3 separate regions of the Mus musculus genome follow, and regions 2 and 3 are each linked to region 1. A link is a contact called in public promoter capture Hi-C data. All regions are on one chromosome and are shown on one strand. Each heading gives the region's core, a stretch centred on a gene start, on an enhancer-like site or on the middle of the called end of the contact. The rest is flanking DNA. Distances are from core to core; before and after follow the strand shown. Region 1 holds the start of Smap2 (small ArfGAP 2). Region 2 overlaps Rlf (rearranged L-myc fusion sequence). Region 3 overlaps Rlf (rearranged L-myc fusion sequence).

Region 1 (4,562 bases), core at 125-2,624:
TACAGAATTCACTAGTAAATTTTCTACCATATTGACCTTTAATTGTAACACAGCATGAACCTTTACAGACACAGAAAACAAAGGCTAAGTGGTTGTGGCCAATTTCTATTTCCTCTCTAAAGGTGTAATCACCAGGGAAATAACGAATTGGGGGAATTCCTTGCTTCCTTTTCTCCCTGCTTGAACGGGTCCTGCACTACAGTCCAGGTCTGCTAGTTTCGCTCACCACACACGCATGAGGCCTCCACAACCCAGGCTAGACTACCTAGAAATCCGCACTGTGTCACTGCATAAGGTAGCTGTTTCTCAGTGCACACGACCTGGGTGAAGAAAGCCACCTAAGCACTCGGTCTGAGCTCAACAAGGTGGTAAAATGACAGGAGCTGCTAACGACATAGCAGACAGCAAGGAATGCCACCTTTAAATATCATTTCGACAGTTTTTCTCTTAGTCATCTCACCTTCCTCCTCGTCACCCCCACCGCCACCCCCACCACACTGCAGCTCACCCACAGCTTTGCCAAGTAAAAGGCTGCCAGCTCTGCATGACAGCGAGCCCAGAAGCCATTCAGAGTCTGCAACATAGACAGTCTCACCTGAACACACCGGGCAACCCCACCCCCCACTATATCATCCCCACTTCGCTGACACACACACACACACACACACACACACACACACACACACTCGCCCACACCAAACCCCAAGTCCCAAGCCCGAGGAAACCCAGCAAGCTCATGAGCGAGGGTGGCTCGCGTGGTCATACGAAGAGGACTCGCCCTGAGCTCCAGAACCCCCTCCCCACTCAGGCCATCGCAGCTCATCGCCACGCCGCCGCCCCGCAGCTGGCCCCCCGCCGGCGCCCCGGATGCGTTACCTTTGGACTGGCAGTCAGCACAGAACTTGTTATCTTCCTCCAGCAGCAGGTTGGCCAGGACCGCCTGGTACCGATCCACGTCCTTCACCGACTTGCCTGTCATGGCCAGGGTGCCGGCGGGGGCAGAGGGCGACGCGCCCCCTGCACCCCCCAAGAACCCCTGCCTCTGTCCGGGGCTGAGGCCTTGGGGTCCCCGCCCAGGCGGTCCTCTCGCCCGGCCCGGAGCAGCCCCGGGGTCAGAGCCGTCAGCGCCCCCGCCCCGCAGCCCCTCAGCCCCTCAGCGCGGCGCCCCCTGGCGGGCTTCGGGCAAGGCAGGGACTCGCGGAGGCTGCGGGACCCCAGAAGTGGCCTAGGTGGAGCGAGCTCCCGGCTTCAGGCGTGCGGGACGCACACTTGACCCCGAGTGTTGAGGGTCTGCCCGCTGTGCTTCCCGCCTCGGTTTCCCTGGCAGCTGCGACCAGCTCAGCCGCCACCTCCACCGCCTACTTCCGGCAGCTCTTCCTCTCCTCCTCCACCCAGCCCAACCCGCGCATGCGCCCCGCCCACCGCGCTGCACTGGGCTCTCCCCTTGGCTCCGCCTCCTAGGAACCAATCCGGGAAGAGCCGGGGGCGGGGCTTAGGTGGAAGCGGCGGGAGGGAGGACACGCCCCCTGCGTGCCCTTGGAAAAGAATGAATGAAGCCGGGTGGAGAGGGAGGAGAGTGAAGAGAATAAAGTGAAGGGAACGACCAACATTTACAGAGCTCATACTGTGTGCCATGTACTGCTCTAAGCGCTTTCTATCAATTATCACAGTATGCTCTTCACAGCAACCTTTATAAGATGTGTGTTTATTATCCTTATATAATACAAGGGTTGTGGCTATCCCAGACTCCTTTAGGTTAGTCTTTCCTTCAAGAGACAAAAGGACTCACCCTCTGACCCGAGTTAAAGAGACATTACACCCTCCCTCGTGATCACTTCTAACTTGGAATGCCTCCTGCCGCTGATATACATTAGTCTTCTCTGTGACTACTGCCCTTTTTGAGCATCGCTCTGACTAGTGTCTAGGCAGAACTTTTCTTTCCTTTAAAAAAAATTTTTTTTTGAACAGGTTCTTCCTAAGTAGCCCTTGGTGGCCTGGAACTTTATATTGTAGATTAGGATAGCCTCGAACTAACAGAGAACTGCCTCCAAAGTGCTGGGATTAAAGGTATGTGCCACCATACCTAGCCTCCTTTACTTGCGTGTGTGTGCATGCGTGCGTGTGTGAGTGCGTACGTGTGCGTGTGCGTGTGCGTGCGTGCGTGCGTGCGTGCGTGCGTGCGTGTGTGTGTGTGTGTGTGTGTGTGTGTGTGTGTGTGTAGGTGTCCAAGGAGGCCAGAAGAGGGCATTGCAGTACCTGAAGCTGGAGTTTCAGCTGATGGATGAGGGTGTGTGATGTGGGTGTTGGGGAAGGAACCAGGGTCCTATGAGAGATTACCAAACTCTCTCACCTGCTGAGCCATCTCTCAGGTTGTTTGGGGGAGAGCCAGTTATAGGGTAACATGGAATAAGCAGCTACTTAAAAATGGTTATTAGGTATTATTTTCCAAAGCCTCTCTTGTTACAAATAGTGTCTTGAACCCACGGCCATCTTCCTGTGTATGCATTCCGTCCCTTCACTCATCAAATTCTTAAAAGAGACTGAGAAAAAACAGGATGTGCTAAAGGGGAAGAGAACGCTACTTCCTGATATTTGCTCTTAAGGGATTCTTCTGAAGGCTAGAGTAATAGACCAGGGAGGCCAGCAAGACAAAGTGTTTATTTGCCTCTAAGACAGCAGTCTTGTTCATCTCTACTTTCTCCCAAGACCAGGCTCCCCTCAAAATGTTTATATTATATATTTATTTATTATATATTGTAATATATAATATTTATATATTATAAAGGGAAATTAAAATATTTGTTACATTATTAATCAGAATAATTTATTCCTGTTCCAAACCTTTTCATTCCAGTGAAGTCTCAAAGAACTTACTTTCATAAACGTCCAAGTTCATATAGTATTTTCCTAAGACAGGTCCATCAGATTTGATATTCTCTTAGTCGTTTTTAAATTTTTATTTGATTTTATTGAGACAGGGCCTCCCTATATAGCCCTGGGTGGCCTGAATTCACTCTGTAGTCCAGGTTGGCCTTGACCTCACAAAGTTCTGCTTGCCTCTGCCTCCTGAGTGCTAGGATTAGAGGCATTGCAATATGTTGGCCTTAAGATTTAGTTTTAATTTTTAACTATGTGTATGTGTGTCTATATGTGGGTCTGCACATAACAGATCAGGTGCCCTTGGAGTCCAGGAAAAGGGCATCCAATTTTCTGGCGCTGGAGTCATTCACGGGTGGCTTTGCTCCACCTGACTCCTCTTGTACGAGGATCTCACTTAACCATGCTCACCCGTTGAAAAAGCCTTTGACAGCTTCTCATTTCCTTCCATTTGGCTGCACAGTATGGAGACGAGGCACATATACCATGAGGTCAGATCACCTGGGCTGAGATCCAAAATTTGAATTCTGTTTGTGTGGCTTTGGCAGGTTGCTTAACTTCTTGCCTTGGTATTTCATGTATGCAGTAGGAATGATAATGGTGCTAACTACCTGTTTCCTGGGATTGATGCAAAGCTTCTCAGGGCTGAAACCTGCAACGCATTTAGAACAACTCTCAGCACAAAACAAGTGGTAGACAATCAACACCTATTGCTAAATATGTCTGGCTTTTGGCCTTATCAGTCCATGATAGGGTTTATTTCCTGATCTGTTTGTAGTCAGACATAGTCAATGGGCCAAGCAGAAATATGTCGCTTTATGTCTGAAGCCTTAATTTGCTGTTTTGACTGGAACACACTATCCACAAAGGACAGACAGTCAAGACAGACTGAAGCACCGACTGTAGAGAACATGCCCTTGCTCCTGGTCCCTGCAAGGGCAGCCCTAGAAGTTCCAGGTTAGGCTTTGTAACCAAAGCCTGAATTTAGCAAGAGCTCGCCACTAATCAGAAAAAGATCAGAAGTAATGAGTAACAACAACAACAACAACAACAACAAAAGGTCTTGCTTTAAGTTATTAAGTTGTTTTCTCACCAAATTGTAACTTAGCTGATCCTACATAAAAAGGATTCATCAAAGCCAGATATGGTGGCACATAGGTGACCCCAGCACTTGGTAGATGGAGGCAGGTAGCACAGGAGTTTAAGGCTAGCCTCAGCTACATAGTGGACATTAGGCTATCCTAGGTTACAGGAGATCCTGTTTTAAAGCAAGCAAGCAAACAAACAAAAGAGCAATAAAGAAAAAATTCATAATACTCGAGGCATATGTACTTATCTGTTCCCTTTCTTGTTTATTTTTGTAGCAGAGTACCTTGCACCACCTGGCTCAGAAATGAATTTTTTCCTGAGCTGCCATGCTAGAGTGAGCTCTGCAGCAAAATGCCCAGACCGTGACTCTAGTAGTGCTGTGGGGAACATGTTTGGACTGCTGCCACGTGGAGCTTTTCATCCCAGCATCTTCTAGCTAGGAGATAAAATCTCTTGAGTCATACATTGAACTAAAATAGTTTCCAACCCACTGGTTAGTCAGGGTACCAATTTAGGGTAATACCAATTAAATGGCTTTGTCATTAAGCGAGCTGGACTAATTTTCTATTTTCCTGTCATCTCTTCGTTAGCTGTCA
Region 2 (4,479 bases), core at 88-2,587, 150 kb after region 1:
TTCAGAGGCACTGGCATGCATGTGGCACAATACATGCAGTTAGGTACAGCTCTAGCACACATTAAAAAGACATTTTAATTAGTACCAATGACATCTCATTTAGTTCTATACAAACGGTTTCAACAAGGAACTCCAAATTCCAAGGTATTCTGTTATTTAGATCCCCCAGTTCCTAATTTGTCTAACTATGTACTGGCAATGAATTCTGGTTTTCACATGACCCAGTCAATTAATCTTAATTGTATGTGTTTGGCAAAATGATCCCCAGCAGAGGTTTCTCATTACACACACCCATTACTAGGATACACACAGGTGCTGACATATAAAAAACTTTTATTCCCAGCTGTTCCTCAGGTTAATTTAACTCTTCTCCTGAAAGTTGAAATAGAGTAAAAATTATGCTATATTAGAACATATGCTCATTAAAAACATCAATTACTGAACATGTAGCAAGTCACCAGTAGTTTTCCAAAGTAAGGGCTCTTTATAATTCTATTGTTAACTAGATGAAATGAGTGCTTCTTTTAAAATAATTTTTGTGTGATAAATGTCTTTGTCCTGATAAATCTAACAAATTAATTCGAATTACAAGAAATATTTAAAACTACATTTATCTTATATTTGCCTAACATGTGTGAAGCTCTTGGGTTCAATTCTCAACATTGAAGAGGGTCAGGGGAGACATTGCTCATCACTTTTCCACTCAATGGAAATAAACGGCACAGAGGAAAGACAGCCATGGAGACAGCTGAACTGCCTTTTAGTCCGACTTCAGACTATCATTAGCATAATACACGCAGGGCTTTGGGAACATTACCATTTTGGCATCACTGGTGGAGTATAGAGAGAGGACTGTTATCATGGAGACTGTCATTTAATGGTGGTAATACTGAAAATTTTTAGTATTATAAGAGTTGGTAAACATTTGGCAAAGCCTTTACCAAACAGTTTCTGGTATTGAGTACCCCACTACTGTAGCACAAAAGCAGCCAGAGACAGGAAAGAGCCAAGAGTGACTGTGCACCTAAAGACTCAAAAAACACTCAAAAAACAGATACAGGTAGGCATGCTGGTGTATGCCTATAGTAACCCCACTACTTGGGAGGCTGAGAAGTGGACTAAGAGTTTGAAGCTAGTCTAGATTACGTAGAATGTTCAGTGTTACCTGAGGTAAACAAAGAACAAAACAAACAGAAAATAGGTAGAGCCACATGTCATAGAATGTTTCAACTAGCCAGCATAAAGGCTAGCATCTGCAACATTGCCTATGTGGGTAGTACGTTAATGTTATCCAGATTGTGTAACTGCACTACAGAGCTGGCACAAAGATGAGACTGCCTCATGACACATTTTCCAGATGTGTGGCTGCCAATCCAGATACGATGTAGAACAGCAGCAACAGGCCCATTTCCCACAGAGGTTTCCTGCAAATTCAGCAACCTCACAAATGAACCAATTATGTAATTTCATGAAAAACCTGTTTACTTACTTAGTTGTTTACCTGACTTAGCAAAGCAGTAGTAGGCAAGTACTATTATCAAAGTTAAAACTCAGCTCCTTAATCTGTTATTAATAAACCAAGAAAGATCATGGATAAAACAAAGCTGACAGCTACATGTATAATCTTCAACACATGCACAGTCCAAGGTTCAACTGCAGCACCATTAAACCAACAAGCACCCATAAGCTGACTGACTTCCCACACTTCCCTGGCTCCTCTACTCACTCCTCTGAGGGTCTCTGAGAAGGCCACATTGGCCTCCAGCTCCGAGGGCTAGAATTATAGGTGTGCACTACCATATACTATTATTCTGAGTATTTTGAAGCCATATACTATTTTGCTTATTGTCCCTATTTCTGGCCTGTCAGTGAATACTGTTGTTTCTCAAAATTTCTTTTCCTAACCCTAATACACTATTCTTTAATCAAATTTCCCCAAAATATCATACCTTATCACTTGTTACCTTCAAAGCTGAGTCTGAACTTTATCCAATCTAAGCTCTAATACATTTGTTTCAGAGGACCTCCTTTCACCAAGCCAACAGATCTTGTTTCTTATAAGACCTTAACTCACATGCTCTGGCTCACACAAGGTCTTCACTAGTGAGTTACTGGAAGCACAAGTTAATTCCTGTCTTTTATTACAAGTCAGTTGTTCCTAACACATTCTATCCATCTAACCTTACTTCAAGGTTCAATCAGGCACCAGCTTCTCCACAGAGCTTGTAAATGGTATTTACATGGTTAGTTTCCATAATTACTTCTGTATTGAACACAGCAGCTGCTTAATATTATTTAGTACTTTTCTTTCTATAATTGTTTCTAGCAAATAACGCTATATGAACTCTGTATTTGCCAATGCCCAATACAATAACAATTAAAGTAGGTTTAAATTATGATTAAAGTTAAAGAAAAGTTATAGGATGAGGAGGAAATCAAATCCAAAGTTAGACTTTTGCTGCTACTTCTGAATTTTTCTCACAAAGTCTCAAGTACTGAGATTAATGGCTGTTTCTTAATTTGTTTTCTGAACACAAAATACTGCAGTTGGTATAAGGTCAGTATCTGAACTTACCAGATACTACAGCCAGTCAGCCAGCCAGCCAACCAACCAACCAAACACATGCTTTTAAAAAATGTGTATTACCTCATCCAAGGCCAATCATCTATATGTATACACACGATAGTGCTACCCTTCCCTCCTGTTTTCTTAAGACAGGCCTTAAATCTGAAATCTTCCATCTTGTCTTCTCAATTGCTTCTCTCTAGTACTGCATGTTAGATCCAAAGAATTCTTATTATAGAGTCTATATTTGTTCAGTGTCTATCTATGGTGTGGCAAGAACTGAATCTTTTTAAAAAATGTGCATTTGACACAGAAGCCAGAGAACAACTTTGGGTGTCAACCTCATGAGCACTATCAACCTCCTGTGAGTCTAAATCTCTCATAGCTTGGTAACTCACCAGTTAGACTAATTGGCTGGCCATGTACACACATACACACAAATACACATAAATAAAAAATAAATCTTTCAAAAAAAATTTTTAAAGACGGGTGTATGTGTGTGGGGTGGGTGGGAAGGCCTTACTACATAGCACAGGAGGGACAAATGTTTAGCAAATGCTTTTTGTAATTATATTCAAGATTGCAGTGGGAAGTATGAAAAGACAGATGATGTGAAACAGTTCAGTTTTTGATTTCTTTATGACACAATACTTATACTCAATTAAGAGTCATTGAGACAATCTCAGTTTTGGAAAACTACATTCAGGTGTTCACATCACCAAATAGCTGCTTCACTGTCTAGGTCCACATCTCAAAACAAGGATGACCAACACTGTCACTACTCACATACTATGCACCACCAGACCATCTTCCCCAAAACAAGTACTCTGTGAATGTAATGTTATGGGTTATACTCTTCCCACTAGGATACTGCTAAGTATGTAAATGCTTAAAAAAACAAAACAAAATGAGGAAGTCAGTAGGAAGATAAAGATTAATGGGAGTCAGGATGGAAGGACAAGCTTCTCGAGTCAATCCAGTAGGAAGAACCTTAAACATCAACAATGTAGGTGACAAGCCTCTCAGAACAGGGAGGTAAAAACTGAGCCAAAGGATAATTTAACCACTTCAAATAACTATTGACCCAAACACTGGTCTAGAATTCAAATAAAGAGCTGGCTTTATAACACTGCATTGTAGCAGCTATTTATTGAAAACAGAGTAGAAGAGAAAATATGGAGCATTATTTTCTTTTTAATTTCTTTGTGTGTGTATCTATGTATGTGTGTGTGTTATATGTGCAGCATGGAATATATGTGGAGGTCAGAGACATCATTTAGAAGTTGGCTTTCCTCTTCCATCACGAGATCCAAAGATGAAATGCCAGTGCCTCTGCCTACTAGCCATACATCTAAGCAGTCTCCAAGGCATTACTTTACATTGGACCATGATGAAGGCATCTTTGACAAGGAAGATACTATGAGATAAGAGAGTAGCCATGAAGTGTGACTTGTAAGCACAAACCTCTATGACAAGAACACACTTGGCTTGTGTCTTAAACCTTAACAAGGTAGCTGAAGAGCTGTGAGCATTAAGTTGTTTAAGAAAGTTTAAAAACAAAACAAAACAAAACAAAACAGACATTGGCCATAGCAAATAGAATGAAGGCGTTTAGATTTAACCTGAGAAAAATGGAAAATTATTGGAGGGTGTGGGCAGAAAATGGCCTGACCTAAGCACTAAAGAGATTTTACTTCAAGAAAGTAAAATGTAGTGGCCATCAGCGAAACTACACACAGTTCAGAAGGCTTCTGTATTCATCCTGACATCTCCGATTCCCCACATATTATCTGAAATGAACTATCAGATATATATGTATATATATGTGTGTGTATATATATATGTGTGTGTGTGTGTAAATGTATATATCTATATCTCAAGGATAATGTGTTACTATTGTATTGAAGAATAAA
Region 3 (4,788 bases), core at 2,221-4,720, 180 kb after region 1:
TAATGGGATTGTGGGCTATTTTTCTGTCATCTTCATATTTTATTTTGTGAAACTATCAGGAGAGAATAACTTCAAGATGGTCACATTTTATGTAAGGGATGCATTCCAAAATAGTAGTTATATTTATTGGGCATATAGTATTGAATAGGTTCTTTCCTAAGGGCTTTCACTCTATTATAGTCATGAATCACATGGTTTTGGTCAGCAAGGGCTAATGATAGATTTAAAGAGATGGCTCAGTCAGATCTCTGACGGGTTGAAGACTAGCTATAATCTCATAATTAAATGTAAGTTATTTAACATTAAAGATGATGTTCTAGATTCGAAAGGATGGTTTTCAGATGGTATTACAAGTTAAAAATCAAACAAAATTTAAGTACAGAATTGTAAACTCTTTAAGTTAAGATAGATAATAGAATACTTTAAATTGACAAAGATAATGTACTAGACATTGTAAGTGTATGCTGTACCTTATAATTTACATAATTGTCAAAATTATGTTCAATGTATATCTGAGAGAAAAAAAAGCCATTTTAACTGGACAAAAGGGGGAAATGTAGTGGAGTTGGCCTACTGCTGCTTGTATTCTAATGTCAATTTGGGTCCCCCAAAATTGGGGACCTGTACATGTCTGCATGTAAGACATGAAAGGACCCTGATCTCAGTTGGTTCTGATTGGTTAATAAAAATGCCAGCAGCCAATGGCTGGGCAGGGCAGACAGAGGCAGGACTTCCAGGAGGAGGAGAAGGAGATCTGCCAGGCTGGGAGAATGTGGAGGAAAGGAGATTCCCCATGCCTGAGAGGAGTGCAGGACAAAGGATAGCTGCCACGTGAAGGAGCCACAAGAGCGCAGTCCAGTGGGGTCCAAGGCAGCCAAGATACAATACAGAATGTAGTAAGTAGTAACTTGGAATTATCAGCAGGAGGTAGTGAAGTTTAGACAGTGGCCCAATGTGTGTGTGTGTGTGTGTCTTTCATTCTGGAAGATAAAGCATTGAGGTGAGTAGGGAACCTGCCACAGGAACATATTAATTAATTATTTAATTTACAAGAGCCCACTAAGAGCATACATACTGCTCTTGTTTGTTTTGAGTCAGAGTCTCTTTGTTATGTAGCCCTGACTGTCAGGGAACATGTTCTGTCCAGGCAGGCCTCAAACTCACAGAGATCCATCCACCTGGCTTTGTTTCCTGAAGGCTGGGATTAAAGAGTGCACCACCCACCACCACACCAGGCTCTTATTGAGGACTCAAATTCATAATCCCAGCACCTGCTCCCTGCAGCTGACCTTGAGCAGTTAAAACCCCAGCACCCCTTTCCTGCCTCTCATGCATCAGCACTCTTATTTACATACCCATGCAGAGACCTACAAATTTACATAATTAAAACTAATCAAAATAGACAATGTTTAAAAAAAGAGTAAAAAGGGTTGGAGAGGTTGCTTTTCTAGATTAAGAGCACTGGCTGCTCTTCTGGAGGGCCCAGGTTCACGTCTCAGTACATATAAGTCATCTGAAACTCCAGTTCCAAGGGATCTGATGCCATCCATCTTCTGACCTGTACAGGTACCAACCACAGATTACATGCAAGCAAAACATTTTTACATACAGATAAATACAATTTTTAAGTTAAATCAATAAAACAAAGGTGCAAACAAAAACAAGGGTAGAGACTATAAATTATTTGGAGGATCCTAAAAGCCAGAACCCCAGAACAAAAATGACCTGTGCTGGGATTAGGAAGAAAGAAAAGAGTATATCCTTAATGGTTATCTTTACAAAAAAAATTTTTTTTTAAATTTTGAACCAGGCACGGAGGAATGTGAGTTTAATCTCAGCACTCGGGGAGGCAGAGACAGGTTGAGCTTTGACTTCAAGACCAGCCTGATGTACATACATAGTGTGTTCCACGATAGCCAGAGCTACATAGAAACCCTGTCTCAAAAATCCTGAGTGCGTGCTTAGACGTATGTATGTGTATTGTGTACATGCTCAGTCAGAAAAGGGATTCAGAGTCCCTGGAACTGGAGTTACATGTGGTTTCGAGTCACGGTGTGGGTGCTGGGAAATAAACCAAGGTCCTGTGCAAGAGCAGCAAGAACTCTTAACCAATGAGCCATCTCTCCAGGCCTCTACAGCATATTTTGAAAAAGTATTAGTCTTCCATTTTTTATTATAAAATTAATGTCTTGTGGCTTTCAAAGTATGCCATAATTTATTCTGACACTCCAGAACTCAGATCATAAATTAAGACAGTATTTTGTTGGACAGTGCTGATCTGAATAAAATTGGATTCTAGTTAAAAAAAGAAAAGCGCAGAAAATGTTCTATTGTCTATTATTTTTACTATACCTTTCCATGTTTGGTTTTATTTAGAAACATAGATGCCTAATGATGTGTTGCAAGTTGCCAACAGTATCTAGTATAGTAACTTGATGCACAAAATTCAGAGCCTAGCAGCAATAAGGTAGATACAATATATAGCTGAGATGTACAGTAGGCTCTTATGGCACCTAAGTTTAAGTATATCCAAGCATGCTAGGCCCACAGGCTACTCTCTCTCTCTGTGTGTGTGTGTGTGTGTGTGTGTGTGTGTGTGTGTATGAGGGGGGAGGAGGAGGAGGAGAGGGAGAGGAAGATTGGAGTAGAACCTAGAGCTTCAAGCATGTTAGGCCTTGCCTAGCAGCTGCCTGCTTACAATGAGGAAGTGGCTAGGTGAAACCGCAGCTCTTTCACCTTGTGTTGTTACTTGTAACCAACTCACACTTTCCACATTAGCTACAGCCAAAAAAAAAAAAAAAAAAAAAAGTGTCTCTAGCCAGTGTCAGGCTTCCCATTTAGGCACGAATGACTTTGAATTTCTGATCCACTTTCTAAAGACTGGGACTATAGAACTGTTTTATGAGCTACTGGGTAGGGGTCCAAACTCAGAGCTTCATATACAGTAGGTAAGCACTGTACAAACTGAGCCACATCCAACCCTTCAGCTGATTTAAAAGAGACACAGAGAGACTTCCTTGTCATTTCCATCCTCCGCTGATCTATATCCCCGACCTTTACTTCATTTTTTAAATAAGAAAGCAGAAGCTGGGTGTGGTAGTGCAAACCTTTGATCCCAGCACTCAGTAGGCAGAGGCAGGTGGATCTCTGTGAATTCGAGTCTAGCCTGGTCTACAAAGTAAGTCCAGGACAGCAAGAGATGGTTACACTGAGAAACCCCCTTGAAGAGCCAAAGGGGGGGGGGGGGACGGACAGATTTTACGCTTTAATCTGAACTAGTCACCTGCCTCCAATACCCATGTTTTATCACTATTCTGTATGTCTACTCAGAACTCACAAACCTACTATCGCTTTAATAAATATGCTTATTTCCAAACTCTGCCTTTACTTCCGACTCCACTACCTTTAGTGTCTGCAGCCTCTGCAGTGTGGTCATCATTTGGCCTACTTCCTCAGAGTTTACCACATCCACCTCCCATTCGAAAGTCACTGCTTCTGGGAAGTTTTCTGGCAATAGTGCTAAGTGACACCCACTACTTTGCAATCCTGTGGTCATGTCAGGGAAGTGGCTCAGTTTAGGTAGAACTGTCTCGCCTGCTCACTGTTCTGGGTTTGATCCTAGTACCAAAAGATGGCCATGGTTTGCAGACCTGTCATCCCAACCCTTGAGAGTCAGTGACAGATGAGAAGTTCAGTGTCATCCTCATCCAGCTACAGAAGAACCTGCACCCCCAAAGCAACAGCAACAGCAACAACGACCCAACTAAAACAACTACAAGTGTCAGTTGTTCATTACAAATGAACATCGTAGGGTAACTGGATTTTTTTTTAAAGATAAGTGTGTGCATTATTTTAAAATCTGCACATAACACAAGAAATCTTATTCTGATTTTAATTTCTCAACAAATGAAATACATAAAATTCTAAATCTAGCTAAGAGGTGGAGAGTTTAATCCCAGCGCTTGGTAGGTTGAAGCAGGCAGATCATTTGAGTTCAAGGCTGGTCTGGTCTACAGAGCAAGTCCCAGGATAGCCAGGGCCTCACAGAGAAATCCTATTTTGAAAATAAAGTTCTAAATCTGAGCAATGTGATTATATTGTAAAGGGCAAGCTTCCGCGGGAGTCAGCAATTGAATCTCATCCCTGAAACAGGGGTTAACATTTTAAAATGCAAAAGTAAGGAGATGGGAGGACTCCAAAGATGATGAGAACTAAGATTTAAACATCAGTTAGCAATGAGGACCGAGGGGGTTGACATTAATGAGTGAGAAGAAAACAGCTGGCTGCTTGAACTGAGGAAGTACCTAGAGGCAATCTGGGACCTGGGCTGCTTCTGTACTAACACAGCCGCTACACATTACTTCCAGCTGCTCTGAGCTCAGAAATCTGGCCTACTCACAGTCCATCGCTCTACATTTCTTCGTCCACCCTGATTACATTTCACTGGGTCCAGTCCACCATCCCATCTCCACAGACTATTTTAGATACTGATCCTGTCATAGGTCATAAATATACTTTCTAGCTTCATTTCATTTTTAATTTTAAAATGCTTCTTGCTTTTGCCATAACAGTAGTGTATCTTTAAATATGTGCTATTTTCCATTATGCATAAAAACACCACCCAGAAACAGATCACTGTTAACAGGCAAGTTTGAGAATTTCCTTAATGTGTAAAGTGAAACATTTTATTTTATGGTGATGTTATGTCTCTACATTTACTGAAGAGCTTTCTTTGACTTCATTTTACTTTTGCTGTGTGACCCCCTCAGTCCAGTATGTTGGGCAAGT

What was found. Promoter capture Hi-C pulls out the DNA fragments that hold promoters and counts their contacts.
Region 2: a contact with region 1 is called in a promoter capture Hi-C map of liver. The contact joins the enhancer-like site here to the promoter of Smap2 in region 1. A contact is called at or near these places in 4 of 39 promoter capture datasets (cranial neural crest, embryonic stem cells, liver and 1 more) and 3 of 484 Hi-C or Micro-C datasets (embryonic stem cells and liver).
Region 3: a promoter capture Hi-C map of neutrophils shows a contact between it and region 1. The contact joins the enhancer-like site here to the promoter of Smap2 in region 1. A contact is called at or near these places in 10 of 39 promoter capture datasets (the C10 cell line, the HPC-7 cell line, cranial neural crest and 7 more), 1 of 15 datasets of contacts at CTCF or cohesin (the NIH/3T3 cell line), 1 of 484 Hi-C or Micro-C datasets (embryonic stem cells), 9 of 115 datasets of contacts at active chromatin or transcription factors (the 230-238 cell line, CD8 T cells, bone marrow-derived macrophages and 4 more) and 3 of 9 other capture datasets (adipose tissue, liver and pancreatic islet).

Annotation. Positions count from the first base shown.
Region 1 is chr4:121,015,873-121,020,434 of GRCm38.p6, forward strand. Smap2 (small ArfGAP 2) reads right to left here and starts at 1,375. Exons shown (of 10, transcript NM_133716.3): 1 at 877-1,375. The coding sequence starts at 979.
Region 2 is chr4:121,162,329-121,166,807 of GRCm38.p6, forward strand. All of the region lies in intron 5 of Rlf (rearranged L-myc fusion sequence), which reads right to left. Among named protein-coding and RNA genes, the nearest start is that of Rlf, 51 kb to the right of the region's middle. Within about 2 kb of position 1,338, at least 11 of the 459 cell types and tissues checked have an H3K27ac peak or open chromatin away from gene starts, as enhancers often do. A contact at or near this core is called in liver, where this site is marked.
Region 3 is chr4:121,193,706-121,198,493 of GRCm38.p6, forward strand. The region is part of intron 1 of Rlf (rearranged L-myc fusion sequence); the gene reads right to left. Among named protein-coding and RNA genes, the nearest start is that of Rlf, 19 kb to the right of the region's middle. Within about 2 kb of position 3,471, at least 118 of the 459 cell types and tissues checked have an H3K27ac peak or open chromatin away from gene starts, as enhancers often do. A contact at or near this core is called in the 230-238 cell line, CD8 T cells, adipose tissue and 3 more, where this site is marked.